2 separate regions of the Nomascus leucogenys genome follow, and region 1 is linked to region 2. The links are chromatin contacts, called in public Hi-C maps. All regions are on one chromosome and are shown on one strand. Each heading gives the region's core, a stretch centred on a gene start, on an enhancer-like site or on the middle of the called end of the contact. The rest is flanking DNA. Distances are from core to core; before and after follow the strand shown.

Region 1 (4,764 bases), core at 1,506-4,005, 210 kb after region 2:
GGAGAAGAGTGGAGGGGGAGCTGTTTCTTTTTGCTCAGCATCTCCTGATTGGAAACCGCAGCAATTCCTTGTCTTCTCCAGGAACAAGTATGAGCTCCACGGCGCCATATTCAAGGCCTCTGTGCAGGCACGGGTCTCACACTTCGCCTCTGCTTCAGCTGGGACAACTTTTGACTGTCTCTGCAAATGACCGTATCATTCCCAACTCCAGGTCTTTGCATCATGTGCTCTTTCCCCTGCCTGGAATTCCTTCTCTCTCAGAATCCACGAAGACAGCCCAGATACTACCTGCTCTGTGTGCCCCAGCGGCAACTCATCCGCTGATAGGCTCAGTTCCTCCTTCCTTGTGCTCCCACAGCTGAATGCATCCTTCTTAGCAGCACGGCCTCCATTCTGCACCCCAGCTGCCTCCATTCTGCACCCCAGCTGCCTCCATTCTGCACCCCAGCTGCCTCCATTCTGCACCCCAGCTGCATGCCTTGCTGAGGAATCTTGTGTTCACTCAGAACACAAGGACAATGACAGCATCTCCCTTAAAGCTTTGTGGTGCAGGCTAAATATGCACCCAGTTTAATAGAATGGCCAGTATCCATACATCACCCAACAGACCCTACCTCTTCTTTGTGATTATGATTAATACAGCTCTTATTTCATTTAATTGTGATAACTTCTTTTATAAGCCTCACGCTTACTAAACTCTGACCCACTGGAGTTCAGGGGACATGGTCTCACTCATCTCCAAACCTTCGGCTTCCAGCCCAACACCTGGCCCTTAGTAAGTGTTTCATAAAGAGTATAGATCCAATAGTAGCACACGTGGACAGTATCTAGCATTTATTGGGTGCTTACTGTCTGCCAGGCCGTGTTCTAAGCCCTTGATATGCATTAACTCATTTAATACAATAATCCTATGAGATAGCTATTACCAATATTCTCATTTTACAGATGAGGAAACCAAGTCACAGAGGTGTGAAGTAACTTGTGCAAAGTGACGTATTTAATGAGTAACATAATTGAATTCAAGCCCAGAGAAATTCATACCTCAATTAATTCCACTGCCTCTCAAAGTATGACTGTCACAGCACAGAGTGGGTATTTAATTGTAAGTGCCTGGCACAGAGTAGGAGTTTAGTGAATGTTGAATCAGTGCTTTAGGCTTTTATGTGTTTTGATTGCCAAGACTAAAGGCAGGGAAGTCCCACAGATCAGTTACGAAAAAGGGCAAGTTTCTATTTGTTAAACTTATCTCTGCAAAACGTTTCCAGGTATGTCCCCGTTGTTGTGTATCCTCTCCTGAGCTGGCCTGCTCTAGATCCAGCACTTGATCTTCCTGAGGCAGGGAAGAGCCTGTGTCTCCAGGCAGACCCTGTGGCCAGGCTGTGTGTTGCATCCTCATTACCGCAGTCTCTGCAGGCTGCGGGACCGCATCCCTCTGCCTGAATATTCCTTTCCCTCTCTGCTGCAATTCTGTGCTGCCACCGTGATCTTCCGGGAAACATTCTTTTTGTCCTTCAAGGTCAATTCACATGGACTGTCCTCTGGAAGATCCCAACTGCCACCTCCATTTCTCAGTTCCCCCCCACCGGGCACACGTCTACATTATTTCTGTGTGCACACATTTATGACAAAGTGGTAAATGACGAGGGTTTTAGTGACAGACCCCTGGCTTTTAGCCTGGCTCTGCCACCCAGTGTGGGTCTCTCCACCCAAGCCTCAATTTTCCCATCTATGAAGTGGCGCTAATCGTAGTACCTACCTCTCAGGTTTTTGTGAGGATTAAGTAGAAGAGTGCATATAAAGCACTTGAGAAATGAACGTGTCAACTGCTGCATATGTGCTCCTGGTTCTTTTATTTTTCTAAAAGGTGAGTCCTTCACACCCTGGCTTACCCCTGATACATCTTTGCGTCTCTGGTGATGAGTAGAGTTCCTGCCACACAGTCGGTGCTCCATACATGACAATCAAACTGAAGTTCAGTAGCAGGCATTTGCTGAGCACTTACTATGTACTAGGTGCTGAGTATGCCAAGATGGGAAGCCGCCAAAAGGTCGAGATGCATTTATGTAAAGACAGCTAATGAGAGACTGAATGGGTCCCAGTATGATGCAGTCATTGGCTCGTTTATTCATTAAGGCTTTTGTTGCACCAGGTTCTGGGGAGATAGATATGAATAAAATGCATTCCTGGTCCTCGAAGGGGCATGCATGTTTGCAAAATGTACAATAGGAGCGAATGACTGCTGTTGTAGGGGTATGAACGAGGTAGACCCTGGGGCTCAGAGGTCAGAGCCAGCCAGGGATTGCAGATGGGTTTGTAATGGCAGGGGCCAGGGGAGCTGGGGGAGATGGACGGTGCTTTTGTACTTGCTGACCCTTCGCTTGGGATGCTGTTCCTCCTCCACATCCTTCTAGCCTCAGAGGGCCTGTCCCCTCCTCAGTGCGTCCTCCTTGGGAAGCCCACCTCCTCATCTGTCTGTCACTGTGCTCTGTTCATTTCTTCTGAAGTGCTAACCACAATCCACAGTGACTAAAAGGCAGAGAAGGAAGGAAACCAACACTTCTTGAATACCTACTAGGTGCCAGGCACCGTGATCGTCCATTGACACACATTATTTAATTAATCTTCTCAACACTCCTGGGGTACCAGAATTATTATCGTCATTTTGCAGACTACAACAGAGGTCCTAAGACGGCACGTATCTTTGCCCAAGGTCACCAGCCGGAAACAGGAATGGAACTAGAATCAAGGCTAGCTGCCATTCCACACCCGCGGCACTTTCATGGCAACGGGAGAGGCCAGGTAGGAAAGAGAGGAAGTAGAGTGACTCATTTACCGCCCCAGGCATTTCAGCAACAAGTAAGTGATTTCCCTAATTCTGGTCTGCTATTAATACAGACTTGGCAGCTAAGAACTAAGTTGCAGAAAAACAGGTTTTCTTCCTAACTCAGCAGCACCACCTGCAGCATCTAAGGGAACACTGCAAAAATGATCAGCAGTGGGAACTCTGGTCTTTGCTGGAGCCCCGAGAGGGTATCATGAGGGAGGAAACTGAGGCATCATCCAGTCACTTTTCATCTTTAAAAGGAGCAAATTGAGACCAAGAAAGGAACTTACTTCAAGTCACAAAGTTAGTGATGGCATATTTGAAGGTGTATCCCTCCTGACTCCTAGTTCAGTACCCCTTCTCCTCACTTTCCCTTTCATCTTTCTTCTTCTTCTTCCTCCTTCCCTTCTCCTCCTCCCCTACCTTCCTTCCTCCTCCTCATCTTCTCTCTCATTTATTCACTAAGCAAACATTAATTGGGCACTTAATAGATCTTGAGCATATTCCTCTTTGTGGGATATAAATATGGATAGCTAACGTTTTCTTTTTGTGTTATTGCCTGGATTAACTGACACTAACAATGTACTTCATAATTACAACTAAGATGCATTGAGCGTGAGTGTGTGCCAGGCACCATGCTGAGGCTTTATCTCAGTTACCCTCACAGATGAGGACACTAAGGCTTAGGGAGGTCTAGGAACATGCCCAGCATGGCTCAATGAGTTGTAAAGCTGGGATTGAAACCCAGATCCTTCTGACTCCGGGGCCAGAGATCTTAACCGTTATGTTATATTTACTCTTTAAAGTATCTAAGGTTAATTCAAGAAGTATCCATACTCTAAAAGAATTTTGCTCCTATTTAAAATAATGACTTTTTTTTTTTTCTTTTTGAGACAGAGTCTTGCTCTGTCGCCCAGGCTGGAGTGCAGTGGATCTTGGCTCACCGCAACCTCTGCCTCTTGGGTTCAAGTGATTCTCCTGCCTCAGCCTCCCGAGTAGCTGGGATTACAGCATGTGCCACCACACCTGGCTAATTTTTGTATTTTTAGTAGAGACAGGGTTTCACCATGTTGCCCAGGCTGCTCTTGAACTCCCGACCTCAGGTGATCCTCCCACCTCAGCCTCCAAAGTGCTGGGATTACAGGCGTGAGCCACTGTGCCTGGCCTAAAATAACTACTTATTTCTTGTCTTAGAGTGGTGCTGATTCTCTTGTCAAATTAATTGCTTCTTAAATCCCTAGGAGTTTATGTTAAGGTTTATCTAGGTACCAGGCATTGTGCTAGGTGCCAGGGATACTGCCAGTGACTATAGGTCAGTTAGGAGTCCATGGCCTTGTAGGTGTCAGTTGTGATACAAGGCAAGCCACAAAACACATCCTGATGGAAGCGCCGTACAACTCCAGGGAGCCCAGTCACAATACAGCTGGTGGAAATGGCACCTCCTGACTTGTGCAGTGCACTGACTGTGCGACTGTATATGGTGTCCCTGATCGAATGGGATGGGAGCATGGGTCAGGGGCAAGGAGGCAAGGGATAAGAACAAACACTTCTGCCTCTACAGGGCAGGGAGGCTTCACAGCAAAGGGCACTGGAGTGTGAATGCTCTCAAAGCTGTAAAAACCTTAATTTCCTGTTCTTTTCACCTGGGAGATAGTCGTCAAGGTTTGAGGAAATACGTCTCTGTGTTTTGACCTGCAAGGCAGGAAACGTATTTGTTTCCATTTCTTGCATTAGCTACTAAGTTGCATTTCTTTTACATTCCCAGGAATCTTACTTTTATTCTCATTTTTGGGTAGATGGGTAGTTTCTCTTTCCAGTGTAGTTGGTTCTTGAAATTAGAGCTTAACAACTGTAGGAGGGTGTCCAAAACCAGAAGATCAAGCGTGGGCAACCTTGCAGCCATTTAGGGGATTCTCTGCCAGAACCAGAGGGAAATCGAC
Region 2 (5,075 bases), core at 2,510-5,009:
TGGAAAACTAGTTACAAAGGCATAGAAAGGGCAGAAACAAAACAGAACAAAACATGGTGCTGGGGGCCACCCAGAGATTAGCAACATCTGGAAGCCGCTGCCACCCTACGGCTGGAGGGACAAAGGTGGTTTCACCTGCTCCCAGAAGCCAGAGTCCCTGGAGTGAGCTCGGACCATGAAGAAGGGGTTTCACGGGTTGAACTCCCCAGGAAGCTGACTCTGAGAGGCAGGCCAGCCTCCAAGAGGTTTATTAGGGGATTCCGTGGGAAGAGGGGGAGGAAGGAACAGGATTGGGCAGAGGAAAAAGCTGGGATGTGATGCAATTTTAGGAAGGCCTCAATTGACCCAATCTGGGACCTCTGAAGCTGGGATGCCTTGGACAGGTGGCCCAAGTTGGGACAAGGGGACCTTTATTCTTCCATGATCAGCAGTCACTGGATGTGGACCCTTGGGAAGGGAGTGTGACCTCCGGCAAAGTGGCTCTTCTCAGTCAAGGCAATTTCCAGAACAGCTCCTGATATGCACTCCCAGCAGCCAGGCAAACAGATCCTCCAGTTGGGCAGCAGGATCTGGGCAGCAAATCGCAGCAGCCATGCGAGGGGCTGCCTCCTCTGGAGCCCCAGAGGAGGTGTGGCCGCTGCCTGAAGCAAATAGTAGCCTGGGCATTCTCTTCTTCCTCCTGCCTTCCAATCTCCCTCCTGGACCTCCCACTGGGCAAACTGGGCTGGAAGCCAATGGGCAAGTGAGCCTGGGAAGTAGCGCTAGCGAGGGCCAGCCCCAGGGAGCTGAACAGTGCGGGGTAGGGCCCAGCACTGAGAGCTCACAGGTCTAGGGTGGGCTGTGGGAGAAAGGAAAAAGGCAGATTCAAAGGGGAGCCCGCGATGAGTGCCTGTGATCCTGGCCCCTGGGTGGGCGGAGCTGGGTGGATGGTGGCATGCCTTTCTCTCAGAAGAGGCAGAGAAGGAGGCACACACCTGGGAGGAAGATGCTCAGTGGCCATGCTGAGTTTGCCATTCACGTGCTGGAAGCTCAGTGGATCTTACATTCTGGCACAGAATAATCTTCAAAGACAAAAAAAAATGTAGGTGGGGCCAGGCGTGGTGGCTCAAGCCTGTAATCCCAGCACTTTGGGAGGCTGAGGTGGGTGGATCACTTAAAGTCAGGAGTTCGAGACTAGCCTGGCCAACTTGGTGAAACCTCGTCTCTACTACAAATAAAAAATGACCCGGGCATGGTAGCGGGCACCTGTAATCCCAGCTACTTGGGAGGCTGAGGCAGGAGAATCACTTGAACCTGGGAGGCAGAGGTTGCAGTGGGCCGAGATTGGGCCACTGCACTCTAGCCTAGGCGATGGAGGGAGACTGTCTGAAAACAAACAAACAAACAAACAAACAAACAAACAAACAAACTCACTCTTCGGTGGGCTCTCCTCTGGACACAGGACCAAGTGCAACATGGCTTTCAAGCCCTTCCCAACACTGTCCCGGGTGACCTCTGCAGGCTCAGCTCCCACCACCCTTATAGTTTCTCTGGCCTGCCAGCCCTGCCCTTCCGTACACCCCTTGCCTGGCCCGGCCTCCCACCATTCATACTCTCCCTTGAGCAACTCCCTCATAGTCCCCACACATCTCCCAGGTCAAATGCCTTCTAGAGTCCTCCCTAACTCCTGTTTTCCCCTACAAATTGTAATCTCTCCTTCCAGTCGCCATAAATGCTTCGGAGCTTGACCGCACCACCCCTTATGAGCTACTTAACCACAGCAAGTAACTTCATCTTTCGTTCTCGCTTTTTAAAAATTTTTATTATTATTATTTTTTGTCTTTTGAGACTAAGTCTCACTTTGTCCCCAAGGCTGGAGTGCAGTGGCGCGATCTCGGCTCACTGCAACCTCTGTCTCCCAGGTTCAAGTGATTCTCCCACCTCAGCCTCCCCAGCAGCTGGGATTACAGGCGCTCGCCACCACGCCCAGCTAATTTTTGTACTTGTAGTAGAGACGGGGTTTCACCATGTTGGCCAGATTGGTCTTGAACTCCTGACCTCAGGTGATCCGGCCACCTCAGCCTCCCAAAGTGCTGGGATTACAGGCGTGAGCCACCACGCTTGGCGTAACTTCATCCTTCTAAGGCTTCAGTTTCTTCCCTGTGAAATGGAGCAAAAAATAACCCCATAGTGTGGTTGGAAAACTGAAGTAATACATGTAAAGTGCAAAGAACAGTGTCCGACACATTGTAGGCCTTGATTCATGTTAGCTATTATTATTATTTTAATTTTCACCTTCTAATTCCCAGTGTTTAGCTCTTGGTAGATGCTTAATTAGTATTTGTTGAATGAATGGAGAATTAATAAGGAAAATGATTTATTCTTGGGGCTCGACCTGGTTTTAGAAAATTAAGTATTTAGCAGAAGTGCAAGGAAGGGCTCTCTGATAATAGTTATATTGTTGGGTGCCCAGGGACTCCAAACTGACCTGGTTCACTCAAGAAAGAAAAATGACAGATTCCAAGTTGTTTCACGCACAACTTTCATGCTCACCCAAATCACACGGAATGAATGCATGCGCAGCACCAGGCAGGGCTGCCCAGGTGCAGGCGGTATCTCTGGCAGCGGCCAGAATGACTTCCACCAGCCTACCCACCTACCAAGGTTGGCACTCAGGCCCTAGACCCTGCGGCGCGTGTGGAGGCTGGGGAGGGAGTAGGAATCCGGCGGCAGCCACGTGGGCCCCTTCCGCCCGCTCCCCACATCCTTTGTTTCCCACCGGCCCTGGCTCAGGAAGCTCTTTCTGCGAGTCACCGCGAAGGGGCGGCCCGGGAGCCTGGAGAAGCTATTTCCGTGCAATCCGGGCGGGCGGCAGGCGCGGGGGGGTTGGGGGGGCGTGGAGGTGGAGGCAGCGCAGAAGGCCCAGTGTTTGCTTTTATTTCATCCAACAGAAGGTTCTATTTGTGGAAGCGAACAGACGCTAGGGATTAGAGCTGGGAGGGGGCAGGAAAAGGGAAAAAAAAAAAGCCACATCCACTACCACGCACAGGTCTTCCCCGGAACTACCGCGTGGGGGTGAATGACTGATTCTGGAATTCATCACCTCCCTATCCCTCTCCTTCCTCCGCTGCAGCCGGGCCTCTGCGGAGCCCACGGCTCCAACCAGAGCTCCCCAGGCGCTGGGCGGTGGGGGGATCCCCGGGGCGAAAGGCGTCGCCGCGGGGCTGCAGCGAGCGGCGGGTGCAGAGAACCGTGGTGCGCGCTCCCGCCTCGCGCCCGCAGCCCATTGTGCTTGCTGTGAATGAGGCGCGCGCACCAATCAGCGGTCGCTTCGCTCCCCGCGGCCCCGCCCCTCCCGCCCACTTCCTCGGACCCTTACGTCACGGCAACTTTTCCTCCGCCCCCTCCTTCGGCTTCTCCGCTGAACTGGGGGCCTGCCGGAGGGCGCGCGCGCCGCATTCTGCCCAGCCCAGCCCAGCCCGGGGGGCGTGTGCGCGCGTCCAGACCGGCCCGGGACGCACCACCTGCGCCCGAGCGCGCGCTGCCCGGAGCATCCCCAGCCCTCAGTCCACCCCCATTCCCCCCACCTCCTGCTCCCTCTCCCCTCCCCCCAGTCTCCTCCCTCCGCTCGGGAGACTGCTCGCCGGGCGGCGGGGCCGGAGTCGTCGCAGCCACCTCATTGCACAACCCGGCTTCCCAACTGTTTACACAGCCCGGCCTGTGAGTGTGTGTGTATACAGCGTGAGTCACCGGGAGGCGGAGGAGGTGGAGGAAAAGGAGAAGGAGGAGTGCACTGGCCGGGATCGGTGCAGCGCTCACACTCACTCACAGTCACTCTCTCTGAGCGCGTCTCGCTCCCTCTCATACACGCCCGGAGCCCAGGAGCGCGCAGGATCCCGAGCGCCGCGAAAAAGTTCTCCCGGATTTTGCTCGAGACTCATCGCTTTGGGAAGTGCATTTGCTTCGTGGCTCCGCTGAGCCTGCTGAATCCTGTCCTCGCGGCTCGGGACCCCGGGATCGCTGGCCGCTGCCGCCGCCGCCTCTGCCTCGCGGACTGTCGGCAGCCTCGGCAACAATAGTGGCGGCCGCCCCCAGCGAGGCTCCGGGAGCCCTTGTCTGCGGGGGTCCGGGGACTCCAGCCGGCCTCCGCCCCCCGGACGCACAGCCAGCGTGGTCCCCGCGTGCAACGCGAGCGCCGGGGAGCGGCTCCTGCTTTGCCCCTCGTGGGGGCCGAGCCAAGACCAGTCTGCAAACTCCATCCCGCCAGCTGGAAGAAGTCGCGGAGCCGGCGCCAAGCCCGCAGCGTCTTCCCGCGCGGATCCCGGGACTTAAAAAGCCGGGGCCACCCCGGCCCAGGACGGGATGCGGGTCGGTCCGGTGCGCTCTGCCATGAGCGGCGCCTCGCAGCCCCGCGGCCCGGCCCTGCTGTTCCCAGCCGCCCGAGGCGTCCCGGCCAAACGCCTGCTGGACGCCGACGACGCGGCGGCCGTGGCGGCCAAGTGCCCGCGCCTCTCCGAGTGCTCCAGCCCCCCGGACTACCTCAGCCCCCCCGGCTCTCCCTGCAGCCCGCAGCCCCCGCCTGCCGCTCCGGGGGCCGGCGGCGGCTCCGGGAGCGCGCCGGGGCCCAGCCGCATCGCCGACTACCTGCTGCTGCCCCTGGCCGAGCGCGAGCATGTGTCCCGGGCGCTGTGCATCCACACTGGCCGCGAGCTGCGCTGCAAGGTAGGTGCTCCCGGGCCAGGACCCGGCTGGGGTCGAGGGCGCGGGACGGGGTGGTAGGCAAAGGTCCTTGGGGTCCGGCCAACGCTTGGGCTGGGCACAGGGCGGATCAGTAGATTGGGTCAGATAAGACGCCATTTGACCAGGTTCACGTTTTTGTGGATTGAGGGGTTTCCCATGGAGTGGTATAATGGGGGCGCCTAGAGGAAGTGCAGTGTTCAGTGGCTTTCTCTATCTGTTCCTTTCCTTAGCGCCCAGTGTAGCGCGTGGCGTTCCATATAAGTTGTGGAATTGAAACGGATTCCAGGGCCATGCCATTCCCCTTTTCTCATTCTCCTCGCTCTCCACCTCCCCCCGCCCCCGCCATGTCCTGGAAG

The links. A called contact is a pair of places that touch in the nucleus more often than the background predicts.
Region 1: a Hi-C map of a lymphoblastoid cell line shows a contact between it and region 2, with 9 times the contacts expected there. The contact joins the enhancer-like site here to the promoter of TRIB1 in region 2. A contact is called at or near these places in 2 of 4 Hi-C or Micro-C datasets (a lymphoblastoid cell line and an unstated tissue).

What each region holds. Positions count from the first base shown.
Region 1 is chr16:77,716,511-77,721,274 of Asia_NLE_v1, forward strand. No RefSeq gene overlaps it. Among named protein-coding and RNA genes, the nearest start is that of TRIB1, 210 kb to the left of the region's middle. Within about 2 kb of position 2,756, the one cell type or tissue checked has an H3K27ac peak away from gene starts, as active enhancers do. A contact at or near this core is called in a lymphoblastoid cell line, where this site is marked.
Region 2 is chr16:77,506,624-77,511,698 of Asia_NLE_v1, forward strand. It overlaps TRIB1 (tribbles homolog 1), which reads left to right and starts at 3,760. Exons shown (of 3, transcript XM_030795253.1): 1 at 3,760-4,701. The coding sequence starts at 4,342.